Regions from separate parts of the Mus musculus genome. Here region 2 is linked to region 1. A link is a contact called in public promoter capture Hi-C data. All regions are on one chromosome and are shown on one strand. Each heading gives the region's core, a stretch centred on a gene start, on an enhancer-like site or on the middle of the called end of the contact. The rest is flanking DNA. Distances are from core to core; before and after follow the strand shown.

Region 1 (6,824 bases), core at 2,606-5,105:
TGCCTTGTCTTCCCCAACTGTGCCCTAAATTGTTTGGGGATACAAGCAAGAGCATTGTGTTCGGTCACTTCCTTCAAGCCTGGCTCAGATGCCCCTTCCTGGAAGCACTCTCAGATTTTCTGGGCAGGGCTTCTTGGACTTAGCTAAGGCTCCATTCAGGCCTCTCCAGGTAGGGAGGGAGAGAGGGAGGGTGAGATGGAAGGAGGGAGGGAGGGAGGAAGTAAGGGAAAAGAAGGGAGCAAAGAAATGATATTGACTATGTCAGCAAACCTTTATTGTGGCAGAGACAGAATCAAAGTGCACAGGAGGGGTGGGGTTTGGTGAGCCTGTGGACAGCCCTCGGAGTTCAGAGAGCTGAGTTCATGCCTGGCCTTCCTCAGGATCTTTCTTGGTCTCCTTCCCCAACTCAAGCTGCTTCTTCTCCTGCTGACCGCACCTATCCTGGAAGATATCAGGGAGGAGAGCAGAGTGAGTACCCCAGGGGTGGTGGCAGAAGCCTGGGATGCTGAATACTGAGGCAGGAGGATTGCTATGAGTTTCAGGGTAGCCTGGAATGGAAAGTTAGATGCAAAAACAAAACCAAATTGAACAGGACAGAAGAAAAAAACCTGGCAAGTTAGGTAAGCCTGAGGGGCAGCTTGAAGTTCATCCAGCCTTAACCAGAGCCCAGGAGAGAATGGTAGAAGAGGACATAGCCCACAGGTGTCCTCTGGCATCCACACATGTCTTATAGCATGCTTGTGTACCCACACAGTCACACATGCACACACACTCACACATGAACTCACATGCATACACATGCACACACATACACTCACACTCACACAAATGCACACACTCATGCACACACTCACTCAAATGCACACACATATCCACGTACGCACGCACGCGTGTGCGCGCGCACGCGCACACACACACACACACTAGCAATGTATACACATATTTTAATGTGGGTGTGGGGTGTAAACACTGTTGTTGGCCACAGTGGCATGGTAGTGTCAACTAGCTCTGTCAACCAGCTCTGTCTTAGATCTACCATGGCTCCCTGCAGTGGCAGAACAGTGGTTCTCAGCCTTCCTAATAATGTGAAACTTTAACACAGTTTCTTGTGTTGGGGTGACCCCCAACAGGGTTTTCATTGCTACTTCATAACTGTGATTAAGCTACTGTTATAAATCTTAAGTATATGACCTGCAGGACATCTGACATACAGGTTGAGACCCATCCTAGAGAACCACTAGTCTAGGGTAAGTTGTTCCTCATCTCTGAGATCCGGTTTATTCACCCCATTGAGTGTGAGCAGCTCCCCCAAATGGCAGGCATTTTCCGATACTTCTGTCCACAGGTGAAGGGTGATTCTACTGGCCCCACTGCTTGTGGGGGGTAAGGAACTCAGGGTGTGAAATAGCTCAATGGCAGTGTCTGTATGTAGGCACCTCCCCCGGGGAATCCTGTGGCTGGTGATACCAGGAAAGGCTCAGGTGACCAGGGAATGAAGTTACAAAAGTATTGCGTATCTCAAACTACATGCAAGCTGATTGGTTGATTCCATGGCTTTGCCTGGGTGAAAGCCAAAGCTGATGTGGCCTCTCCCTCAGCACAAGGTTAGACTGAACATCAAGAGGTTTCGGCATGGGTCATCCCTGCCTATCAAAGCCATCAGACTTGCTGGAGTTGAGGTGTCATGGAAGTCGTAAATCATAACTCCTGCTTGGATAGGTAGTGAATATGAAGGGCAGAGAGAAACTTGGCACCCTGGCACCGGATATTCCCACAGTCCCCACTCCTGGTCTTTCCCTTATTCTCTAAAAGCTTTCCAGGACCTCCTACTTAACCTCACCCAACTCAGGCTCACTGCCCATCTAGGATTTCTGTGATCTCAGCTGTCACAGTAGGCAGGAGAGTTCTTAACAAGATACCTGCCTCGCTGAGCTGCCTTAACCAGAAGCTTGCCCTCTCTGAGCCTCTAGGGTCACTGACACTGGGAGCACTGCTGGGGTGGTATCGTACAGCCTCCTCATTTACCTTTTTCCAGTCGACAAATATGATTTCTGATTCATCCATGCCCACGTGTGTGACAGCCTTCTGGAATACTTCCCGCAGCTCCGGGGTGATATCTGGCCTTTTGGCTGCAATGGAGAAGGGAGTATGGTTTATTGGGTATCAGTCTAGCAGAAGGGAGGCCAGGTAGGGGTGGGGATGTTGGTGGGTGACCAAGAGTAAGGCCCAGTGCAATTGTGGACCTCAGCTCTGAGGTGCTTACCATAGAGGGACAGTCCCCGTTTCTTCTCATCCTTGAGGTCAAAGGCAAGCATGAAGGCCCCATGTTTCCTCAGCACTATAAGGTGGGCAAAGGTTTCTACTCCTCCTTCTGCAGGAGGAAGGTCTTTGTGAGTCACTAGAATGATGCTGTAGTCTTATCCCCAAGGGAAGGAAGCACATAGCTATGGGCAAGTGCCTGGGGCTGCCATGTTTTCAGACTCTGCTGAATGCAAGCCTCACTTCTCATTCTTCGTAGTTATGGGATGGCTGGGGCCTTGGAAAGGGCCCTTGGTGGTGTGGTGGTGGGGCATAGTTTACACTTCCTCTTAAACATTAAAACTTCTGCTCAGGGACAATTAAAACATAAGAGTGTCTGATCTGGCTCACTAGCATTGGATTGCCCTCCTACATGCTGTCGCTGGTGACATGGGTGTGTGGCTGAAGTCACTGGCTTCCCAACCCATGGGTTTCCCCTCTGAGCTCACAAAAGATCATAAGAATGGCCAAAGCAAGTCTGGCCTGGGAGCTGGACTTTGGGTTGAAATCTGCTTCCACTTACAAGCCTCAGAGAGTGACTTCACAGAAAAACTGCCCTGTTCTGCTGCCCCATCAGACCCTGGCAATACCCTCTCAGAAAGCAGTGTTTCACACCCTCACCATACTTGGAGAAGGTCCCATTTTCTCTCTGGAATCCTAGATGGGTGGAGTTATAGACACACTGGTCACCTCTAAAGAGAAAAGAAAGTGGACAACTGAGGAAGAGGTGATCTGACCAGGCCAGGGTAGGGAAGGGGCAAGAGGCAAGTAGACAAGACAGCTGTCCCCATTCCTGAAGGTGGGTGGGGATGCCAGGCAGAGCCAGTTTGTTCAGGTCTCTAGGCATCCAGGAGTGTAGTTAAGGACTGGGGTGGGTGGACTGGCTGTTTCAAGTACTCACATTGTTTGAGACTCCCGAAGCTCTATTGTGTCGTTTATCAAGTTGGTGGTAAGGTAAAAAAATTCACTCTGCATTGTTTGAATTGCCTGCCTGTACTCGAGTTTTCTGAAAGCTGCACCCATGAAAAACCATTTGTCAGAGAGCTGGGGAGAAGCAGGCAAACAGATGAGCAGGGCTTGTAATATGTACCTTGTTAGCAAGTCTTGATTAGTGGCAGGCAAGCAATGACTTCTGAACCATACATGGGTAAACTGAAGCTCCAGACCAGAATCCCATGGGCAACTCAAAAATCAGCCATCCTACTGCTCTGTCCCTTGCTGAGAGACCTCAGAGTGATGCTTCGGAGTTTGGAGGCAGGGAGATGCCACCAGGTCTCCAGGAGAGGCAAGGGCATTACCAGGAGCACAGAGATGAGCACAGACATCAGGGAAGGGAAAGCCCAGAGGAAAGAGTAGCCTCCTACAGTGAACAGGTCCAGGCCCGGGGCAGGCACTTACCCAGCTCAGGGTCTCATTGGTGATAGGTTCGCCTATGGTGAAGTTGGCATGTTCTGGGTTCTGAGCTTCCAACATCGGCAGAAGGCTCAATATGATAAGAACCGTGTGCAGCGCCATGCTGAGGGCACTCAGAGCCACCAGGCCTGGGAAAAGATCATTGGTGTTTGGATGGTGCAGCAACATTTATGACACGATGTGGGGAGGGCATGGGACTGAAGCCAGGGACAGTAGAGCTGTGGCACAATCTCACCAGCACTTGGGAAATGTCTTGCGCAAAATGTTCCCTCAAGCCAGCTTTATGCAGCTCCCTCAACCTACTGGTCCTGACACAGGCTCCTGCCGTACACCAGAGTGGCTGATTCATGGTCAAGGTATGTACATCGCTAGCCTGATGATACTTAGGTCCCAGACAGTGGTCCCACCCCTCTTTTATCCCATGGAGCTGCCTAGCAGGAGTGAAACCTACACATACATCAACCTCCCAAGTGTGCTATGAAGGAGCCCCAAGTCAGGGTTCATAGTGAACTTAGAAGACACTTAGGGGCTCAAGTTCAGGGCCAAGAACACAGATGGATTAGTTTCCAAAGGAGTGTGATGTTCCTGGGGACTTCTTCCCAGCCCTGAAGGCAGCCAAGTGCCCAGCAAAGGGGTGAATCTGAGATAAACATCTAGTTCAGCAAAGCTCCCAGTATCTACAGCAGGAAAGGATCTGCCTAGGACAGTGTGTGCCCAATCCAGGGTCTGTGCCCATCATCCAGAAAATATCTGGTTCTCATTCCTGCCTGATCTTTGTCTACATAATGAACACTCTCGAAAAGTATTGCAGGGACAGGCCTGGTGACTCCTGCTGAGGCACAGAGACGAGCTTGAGATTACAGTGAGCTGCTTCAAAACATCAATACAGCAAACATGTTAGAACACGCTCACAGTTTCATGATCTATTTCCTGTGTCCTCCACAAGTTCTCATGTTTCAGTGTAGTCAGGGTTATGTTTTAATGATACATAACTTGTCATTCACTTACTGTGTTCTAATTTCATTACAACCCCTCTTTAACCTGTGGCATTTCTATTGTGTGTTTCCTTTTCTGATATGTGTCAGAGCAACATATTGCCTTTAAAAATTAGTCTACCAACAGAAAGGAAAACAAAACAACACATGAGTCACCTCCAGTATCATGTGTGTAAATGTTTCTAATGGCATTATTCAAAGTAGCCACAAACTCCAAGCTCTTAAGTGCCTATTACCAGAAAAATGAGAAATGGGTTGTGACATTTCATGCAAAGATGGTGTTGCTTAGCAACAGAGAGAAATGAACAACTGATAGATTTGACCATACAAATGCAGCTCGACAACATTATTGCCAGCAGATCGCCCAGAGGTGGGGTTGTATGAGCCTGTTTACTGGGCGTTCTAGAGGCTCCAGACTAATTGTAATGATATTAATCAAGTCATTGACAGTGATCACCTAGGGCAAAAGGAAGGGGCCACAGATGGTCCTGAGAGCCCCCTGCCGTGGAGTGGGCTGTACAGGGCCTAGGAGAACTTGCTGAGCTGGAGACCCAAAACATATGTGTTTTGTTGTATCTATACAGTCTTAAGAAAGTTTAATCTCTTCTCAGAGCAGAAAAAGCATAACCATGAGGAGTCCAAAAGCACCAATGATATGTTCTGTCCCAAGTTAGCAGTGCGCCAGATATCATAATCTCTCTGTTTGTGCCTCTCTCTGTCTCTGTTCTCTCTCTTATACACACACACACACACACACACACACACACACACACACACACACACACACCTGTACTGGTACACACTGGCAGCTTTGTTAGACAACATTTACGTTCGTTCATCTATGGAAGGCTGGTTCTGATAGCAAAGTGTGTAGTCTAATCTCTCAGTACTGCCACAGGGGAGTGATTTGCCTGTGGTCAACATGTGACTTCCAAAGTGGCTTCAGGGCGTGAAGGAGGTTTGAGAGAGCCTAGAGGTAAGACAGGGCAAGTGGATTAGACTCTGATTCCTCCTGCTTTGCATAAACACAATGGACTGTTTCAGGAAGGGCTCTTGCTTCAGGTAATGACAAAAGTCCATGTTCTTACAAAGTAGGCTGTGGAAATTTTCCAGAGTTGAGACCAGGAATTTATGCAACATGCTGAGAACCGGCTTGACTGTGGCTGTCACACTCTCAGGCTGAGGACACACAAAGTAGATTCCTGACACTGACAACCGAAACCTGAGCACTAGCCTTGGAAATAGTTTCTAGTTGTACAAAACTTAAGGACAAGATATGATGCATGATATTAACACTCCAAATGCATACTTTAATTTTTTGTTTGTTTTCATTCATTCATTCATTCATTCACCTTACATCCTGACCCTGTGGATCATCTTCTCCCTCCTCTCCTCCCAACCCCCTTGCTTTCTCTTCAGAAAGAGGAGACCTCTGACAGATACCAACCTGGCCTGGCATATCCAATTGCAGTGGGAGTAGGTCATGTTCTTTTATTGAGGTTAGACTAGGCAGCCCAGTTGAGGGAAAGGGATCCAAAGGCAGGCAAGAGAGTCAGAATCAGCCCCTGCTCCTAGTGCTAGAGGCCCTGAATGGTCAGCTCCTGTAACCAGTCAAGATTCCCAATGGAGGGATGGGGACACCAACTCAACCATAAAACCTTCCACCCATGATTTTTTTTCTGCCTACAAAATGTCTGTGGATAAAGAGGGAGCCAAAATTAGGGGAATGGCCAACGGATGACTGGCCCAACTTGAGACCCATGCCAGGAGAGAAAGCCCACCCTGGCACTGTTAAGGATATTCACCTATACTTGCAGACAGGTATAGCATGTAGTTTTTAGCTACCCCACATATGATCCTGGGAAGGCTGCACTATCAGCCATCTGCTCAGGGTCTCTTTGGATCCTTGGATGAAAGACACACAGGAATTAGCTTGTCTTTAACATGCTTTACTGGCTCAGTGGCTGGGCACTTCTAAGCCTCCCAAGGCTAGCGTATCCTTACCTCCAGTACTCCTGGCTAAACACCTTCCAAATCTACCTTTAACTGCTTGATTACCTTCTGTGATGCCCATTGGTCTTTGCTGCCCAAGACACTTCTGAGCTGCCCTTTCATGGG
Region 2 (6,824 bases), core at 2,537-5,036, 400 kb before region 1:
TGAGCCAGATGTGCTGCTAGCAATCCTTATTAGACTCGATTGTTGCAATTGCTCTCTTTTATAGTCAGTTATTGCAGTGATTTGCTTACTCTATTAGTTTAAAAATTAAGATTTGCCACAGGTACCTATGGAAAGGAAAAACACTGTATTTGTAGATGTCCGCAATGTGTATAGTTTGACTTGAAATTTTCCCCTTTGTGGTGGTATAAAAGCAACACATAGCTTTTATCTTCTTGTACCTAGAAGTCCATGACAGATACTCTCTGGGGATTTCTGTCAATGGCAGCAAGCCCTAGCCACCATCAGCAACTCAATAGAAACTCTGTGGTGCCCTGTGGCACTAAACTAAGAGGTGAAATGTTAAATTTGACTTCAACGTACAGTATCTTCTCCTTCAGTGAGTTTCTCTGGCTTTCACCCTATCACAAGCTGCACCATAGGTGGAGGAGGCCCTTCATAGGATTCGGTTACTTGCAGTTTCAGGCATCTGGCAGAGAGGTATGCAAACATACTCCCTGTGGACAAGAGGGGACTGCTACATGAGCTTTGTGAAAGTGGGTTTTCTTTTTAACCTACCTTCTGCTGTTTCATTGGTGAGTGCATTTGTTCCTTCTTTAGAGACAAGCTGATTACCATGTGCCTTTGAATCCTTTGAGAATGCAGAAAATAAGAAATACTTAGACCCACTGAAATAAATGTTTATGTTACCCAAGAGGACTTTAAAGATGGCAAGCAAACACACAAAAAGATAATTACATCATCAGTCACTATATCATGATGTTACTACTTCAAACCTATCAGAATAGCTAAAACATGCTGGGCATGGAGGTACAAACTTTTAGTCCTAGCACTCGGGAGACAGAGACAAGCAGATCTCTGTGAGTACAAGGCCAGCCTGGTCTACATAGTGATTTTTAGGGTTTGAGGGCTACACAGAGAAACTGTGTCTCAACGCAGAAAAAAAAATGGTTAAACCAGAGCTAGGGAGATGGCTTAGCGAGTAAAGGATGCATCCTAAGCATGAGGAACTGACTTCAAATTCCCAGAACTCATAGATAGCCAGGTGTGGTGGTGCACATCTGTAATCCTGGGACTTCTACAGGGAAATAGGAGGCAGAGGAAGGAGAATCCCCAGATGTTCTCAGGCCAGCTAGGCTGGCCTAGAAAAACAAGGTATCACTATCTGAAACAAAGTAGACAGCAAGGACTGATATCCAAGGTTGTCCGCTGATCTATGCATACATATATCCTATACACACATGCACATACTGTGGTACATGTCACACCATATATTCACACATACCGTGGTAACATGTGTATACCTAAACATTATATGCATACACACATCGCATACATACCTGTGGCATACACACACACATGATAGAAATAAAAATGGCTAAAATAAAAACAAGTGATAATACCAAGTTCTGAAATGACTTTTGGATCTCTGTCATGTTGCTGATAAAAATAAAATGGTCTCTGAAGCAACTACAGCACGTTCTTACACAAAGAGCATGTGCTCAACAAACAGCCCAACAGTGCCGCTCTTGGTCACTGATGTCAAAGAAATAAAAGTGAGTTTGCACAAAGACCTGTACATGAATATTCATAACAGTTTCATGCATAATAGCTAGACATAATTCAAATGCCCTTCAGTGGGTAAGGTTAAACAAATTGGAACATCTGTACCCTAGTAGAGCTCTCTGTCATTAAAAGAAATGTTAAGTAACAATGGCAAAGATCTGGGAGAATCGCAAAGATCCATTTCTTAGTAGGTTTGCTACCTCAAGCATGGATAAGCAGGGGCCATAAAAGCTACCCTTTGATGGAATTCACCTCAACAGTTGTTAGTTATGAATCAAGTACCCATTGCCAAGCCAGGAGGAACATCTGCATGACTTAGCACCTTCCCTCCCAGCTTTGATGGCGGTCCAATGGAAGTGACAGAAAGAGCCAAGCCAAGTCAGAGCATTTGGTGACAGAGAAGATGGGATGCCTCGAAAGCATTGAGGATAGTATCACTCCCAGCTGGAGGGAAGGGATGCAGCAAAGGAGGAATAGGGGAATGGGGAGAGAAATCAGAAGCTTCCCCAGCAGAGAAAACACCGTGGGTGAGCATTAGACTGTAGAGGACTGGAGAATCTACATCTTGGGAACATAGGAAAGGTGAGTCTGGGCCCCGGGGAGGATTGACAGCAGGTAGTGTCCAGGCCAAGGGCTTTCCGAAATACTGAGAGGAACTGGGTTGTGTTCAAGAATAGGGGCCACCAAACAGGGACATGCCATGGGCTACTCTAGGTGCCTGGTTTCTTTATTCTTTCTCCTCACCTCTCTTTTTTTTTTATTATTTAGTCCTTCCTTCCTTCCTTCCTTCCTTCCTTCCTTCCTTCTTTTCTTCCTTCATTCTGCATGTATATGTGCCACAGTGTACATGTAGAAGCCAGAGGACAATGTGTCAGGTCTCTCTCTCTCTATGTGGATTTCCAGTATTAAAGCCAAACCATCAGGCTTGGCAAGAAGCACTTGCGCCTGCTGAGCCAGCTCACAGGCCATGGATTCCTAATTGCTGTAGACCACCTTTATACAGGGTCCTCTATGCTTCTCTGGTGTCACCCCTCCCCACCTCCAAGACTGAATTCAAGCCCCACCTCCTCTTCCAGAAGGGGATTCAGTCCTCCAAATGGAGGCAGAGAGATCTCAGTGAGTTTGACGTCAACTTGGTCTACCTATTGAGTTTCAGGACAGCCAAAACAACATAGTAAGACCTTGTATTTAAAAAAAAAAAAAAGAAGAAGAAGAAGAAGAGGAAGGAGAAGTGGGGGAGGAAGAAGGGAAATGAAAGAGAAAATAGAAAAAGAAAGAATGAGAAAAAGAAAAGCAGTTGTCTCAGGATGAAATAAGTCGATAATAAGTCAATTGATATTTGCCTCCCAGCATTGGGTTAAAAAGCAAGTGTTTAGTGAATGCTAGCACATATCAGCTGCCATGCCCTCTCCCATCCACAGCCAACATAGGCAAGGTAAACCACTGGCATTAAGTTAACTTTGGGACAAAGGAGTACAGAAGCCTATGTCATTATCTCTCTGACAGTCACTTCTAACTACAATCACAACCAGATACTCTCTGCTGGAACATAAATAACCTTATGTTTCACAGGCTATGCCCATGTCTAATTGTAACTTAAAATGGACATCTTCCTGGCTCTGCTCTCTTCCATCCAGAATGACGTAGGGCGGGTACCTTTCTGACTGTCAGTACTTCCATCTATAGAATGACAGGGAGATAAGACGGTTTGTGGCGCTTGGCAAGGGGCTGATGTGAACGTGATTTCCATTTCCTGTTGCAAGCCACACACCTCCTAGTCCCTCACTTTCACTTCCAGAAGGAACACACTTCCCAGACCAGCTCGGCTGGCTGCAGTCCAGGGCAGGAGCAGGTACATTTTAATTTGCCCCACCCATTGACTTAATGTATTCTTGATCTCCTCCTCCAGGGACTTTCCTGACTTCCTTCTGTAAATGAAGGAAAGAGCACATGAGCATACTGTACATAAATATGCTTGGGAAAGCTTTCTCCTTCTCCTTCTTCTTCTTCTTTTTTTTTTTTTTTTTCTTAAACCAAACTTGGTTTCTGTTGTAGGCGGCGCATTCCCTAGCCGGGCAGGGCAGGCTGCAGAGGGCTGTCAGAGGGAGGGGAGAGTAAAAAAGGGAGGAGAGGACAGTCATTAACTCACTCAGTGTGACAGCTGCTCTCTTATTTAATGGGGGGCTCTCTGGTCAGAAGGGATCAGAAGTCTCTCCAAGACAGCAGAAGGATGGCAGAGGAGCTGGGGTTGGGCTTCGGAGAAGGAGTCCCAGTGGAAGTGCTGCCGGAAGGCTGTAGACACAGGCCAGAGGCCAGGGCCGGGCTAGCTGCCAGGAGCAAAGCCTGCCTGGCTCTCACCTGCTGCCTGTTGTCATTTCCCATCCTCGCAGGACTTAGCACCCTCCTAATGGCTGGCCAGCTCCGGGTCCCCGGAAAAGACTGTATGCTTCGGGTAAGTAAACTTGCTCCTGCTTAGACAATCAGTGGTCTCTCTGCAGGCAGCTGTGTATTCCAGTTTGGGACAGAGCCATTCATGGATAGCGCTGGTGGCTCCCCTGTACAAAGCAAATACAGACCGGGGGGTGAGAGGTGGAAAGGTCCCATCTGGTTCTTAACTTTGCACTTCCAGGGAATTGAATTGTTTCATCTCATGTTTGTGCAAGAATAACTTCACACTCCATATACTCTTTTTTTGTTTTTGTTTTTAGATCATTATAATTACAGTGCGGCAATACTTTGGAAAACATTCCTTTTTCCTTAAACAAAAAGCTCTTAAATTTAATTACATAATGCATGATTATTGAGGGGAAAAAACATAGAGGTGTAAACTATTAGTGAACTAAAATATATAATGCCTTTCTATTTATATTGGAGGATGATTCTGAGATTTCTACATAGTATGAAATTGTTTCTATGGCAATGACCCCACGGCAGTATGATGTATGGATGACTATATTATGTTCTTATACGTGTGTGATAAAATTTACTTAACCAGCTCCTCTTCTTGGATTTAGAAATATTTTTCAGTGCTCAATTAAGAACATACTGACCCTGAGATTTTGCTGGGACTAGAAAGAAGGTTAGCCACCACAGGGGTATAGGGGTGGCACTCAGAGAATGAGGGGGGCAAATATCCAAGCGGTGACAAAGCCAAGGCTGAGGACACCCAGGAAGGATCTGAAAGGTCAATGTGTGTTATTTAAAGAATATTCCTCAGGGGGAAATATCTGACATAGTCTGTAGTGACTGATTCTACTTTAGTCCCAAAGATTAAGGACTAAAAGCAAAAATAGGCAGCCTAATTAGAAACCTGGTCTCTAGTCAATCCTGGGCAATTTCCACTCTGTGGCTAATGTGTAACTCCTGCCACTCCATCAGGGTCAACAAACTGTGATTCAGGCAGCCACGTGTCATGGTTTATACAGTGTAGACATGTGCAGATAGACTAGGAAGGCTGCTTATGTTAGAAGGGACCTGTAGGGTATTAGAAAATGGGAGGTCAGGCTATGACCCCAGAAAAGCACACACACACACATACACACACACACACACACACACACACACACACACACACACACACACACCAGACTGAGGCACTTCAGGGAATACTCAACTCATACGGAGAGAGCTGTTGTTGAACACTGTATTATTAAGTGGCCTCCAGCAATCTGTGCCTCCTTGGACTCTGGAGGGATTCCTGACATACAGTTGGATCCTATTACTCGAGATGCTGTCTACAATCCCCATGTTGGCCGAAGCCAGACAAGGTCATCTAGGTACAGTCCAGAAAAGGGAATTGGCAGGGGGAAATGACCCAACAGGGAGACTCATAAAGAAGGTGCTGGGTGCCATCACAAACCACAACACCCGAGTCCCCTCCTCACAATCCCGACTCAGATGCCTTAGGTATGAGCCACATTGATACCTAATGCTCCCATCCCACCACGAAGAAAACCATCTTGCTGGAGGGGAGACACAGAGGAGCTTGAGGTTGTTGCTTAACCAGACTACAGGACATCTCAGCTTCCAAACAGAATAGTAAAGGGGCTGAGACTGGGATGCCTGGAGAGATGCAGGTCCTGAGAAGCAGCAGCTGGCCACTCAAGGCAAGTTCTTAAGGGAGAAAAATATTTATGAAACAGCTTGTAGGGGCTTAAATGGGGGCCCTGATTGCTATGCGCAGATAGAAGGAACACAGAACAGCTGGGAACATCCAGGATCAGTGGCCTGAGAAGCTGCTACCACCAATTCCTTGGGACTGGGTAAAAGGAGTTTTAAAACAGCAGTTCCCACCCTGTGGGTCACCACCTGCACAGCGGTAGCGTATCAGATATCCTGCATATCAGATAGTAGAATAATGATTTATAACCTCAGCAAAAGTTTCAGTTATGAAGTAGCAACAGAATAATTTTATGGTTGGGGGGGGCTCACCACAAGATGAGGGGCTGTATTAAAGGGTCACAACATTAGGAATGTGGAGGGGCACTATTTTTGGAGTTTGTTTTAGAGTTCGTAGGATACTAACTCTCAGAAAGGGCCTCACTGGAGGATACAAAAGTTTGGACAGAAAAAAGTACCAGCAGAGGGGACAGTAATCACCGACCATTTTCCCCTCCAGACCTTTGATCTCAATCACCAGACTCAAGTAAAACTCATGGCTCAAGGAAGCCAGGCAGCACTCATGCTAAGAGGTTAACTTCGCCAGGAAGGAGCCATGCTGAGAAGGGCAGAGGTGGAACTGGGGGTGAGGTATCCTAAAAGAGAATTACTGACTCAGAGGAGAGGGCAGAATGTGAGATCCAAGGAGGGGCAATTGGGCTAAAATGAAGTTCTCTGGTTGGCTCAGCCATTTTTGGCCAAGTGACAAACAGGCTCCTGGTTTCATGTCTTTGAGCTGTTTCTTTTTCTGCCAAAGAGGGCGTTTCTGTCAGCATGCTGACATTATTAACGAGACACGTGCAGGAACATTTTGTATGTCTGGAATGTGGCTAAACCGCATGTCCCGGGATCCTGAGGTATGACTGGCACTCTATGCTAGGTACCAGACAACCACCAGGGAAACTTGACCCTGAGCCTCAAGGGGCTTCGAGGTTGATATACGGCACTGAAAAGGGAGCTGTGGGAAGTCCTGGTGTTCCCTCACCTAGCCATGGAGCAAGGGTGACACAGCTCTAAGAAGCTTTATGCACAAGTCCAGGAAGGCACCTGTGAAATAAAAACTGTTCCGGAGGTCCCCGTCA

The links. Promoter capture Hi-C pulls out the DNA fragments that hold promoters and counts their contacts.
Region 2: a contact with region 1 is called in a promoter capture Hi-C map of hippocampal neurons, with 3 times the contacts expected there. The contact joins the promoter of Tnfsf15 here to the promoter of Orm1 in region 1. A contact is called at or near these places in 3 of 39 promoter capture datasets (hippocampal neurons, liver and stem cell-derived epiblast-like cells) and 1 of 9 other capture datasets (adipose tissue).

The regions. Positions count from the first base shown.
Region 1 is chr4:63,341,587-63,348,410 of GRCm38.p6, reverse strand. It overlaps Orm1 (orosomucoid 1), which reads right to left and starts at 3,855. Exons shown (of 6, transcript NM_008768.2): 1 at 3,697-3,855; 2 at 3,200-3,342; 3 at 2,920-2,990; 4 at 2,264-2,371; 5 at 2,026-2,129; 6 at 248-441. The coding sequence starts at 3,813. The coding sequence ends at 361. It overlaps Gm52743 (a long non-coding RNA gene), which reads left to right and starts at 3,804. Exons shown (of 3, transcript XR_003955430.1): 1 at 3,804-4,067.
Region 2 is chr4:63,742,021-63,748,844 of GRCm38.p6, reverse strand. It overlaps Tnfsf15 (tumor necrosis factor (ligand) superfamily, member 15), which reads left to right and starts at 3,786. Exons shown (of 4, transcript NM_177371.4): 1 at 3,786-4,036. The coding sequence starts at 3,815. It overlaps Gm42294 (a long non-coding RNA gene), which reads right to left. Exons shown (of 5, transcript XR_881353.3): 3 at 3,734-4,139.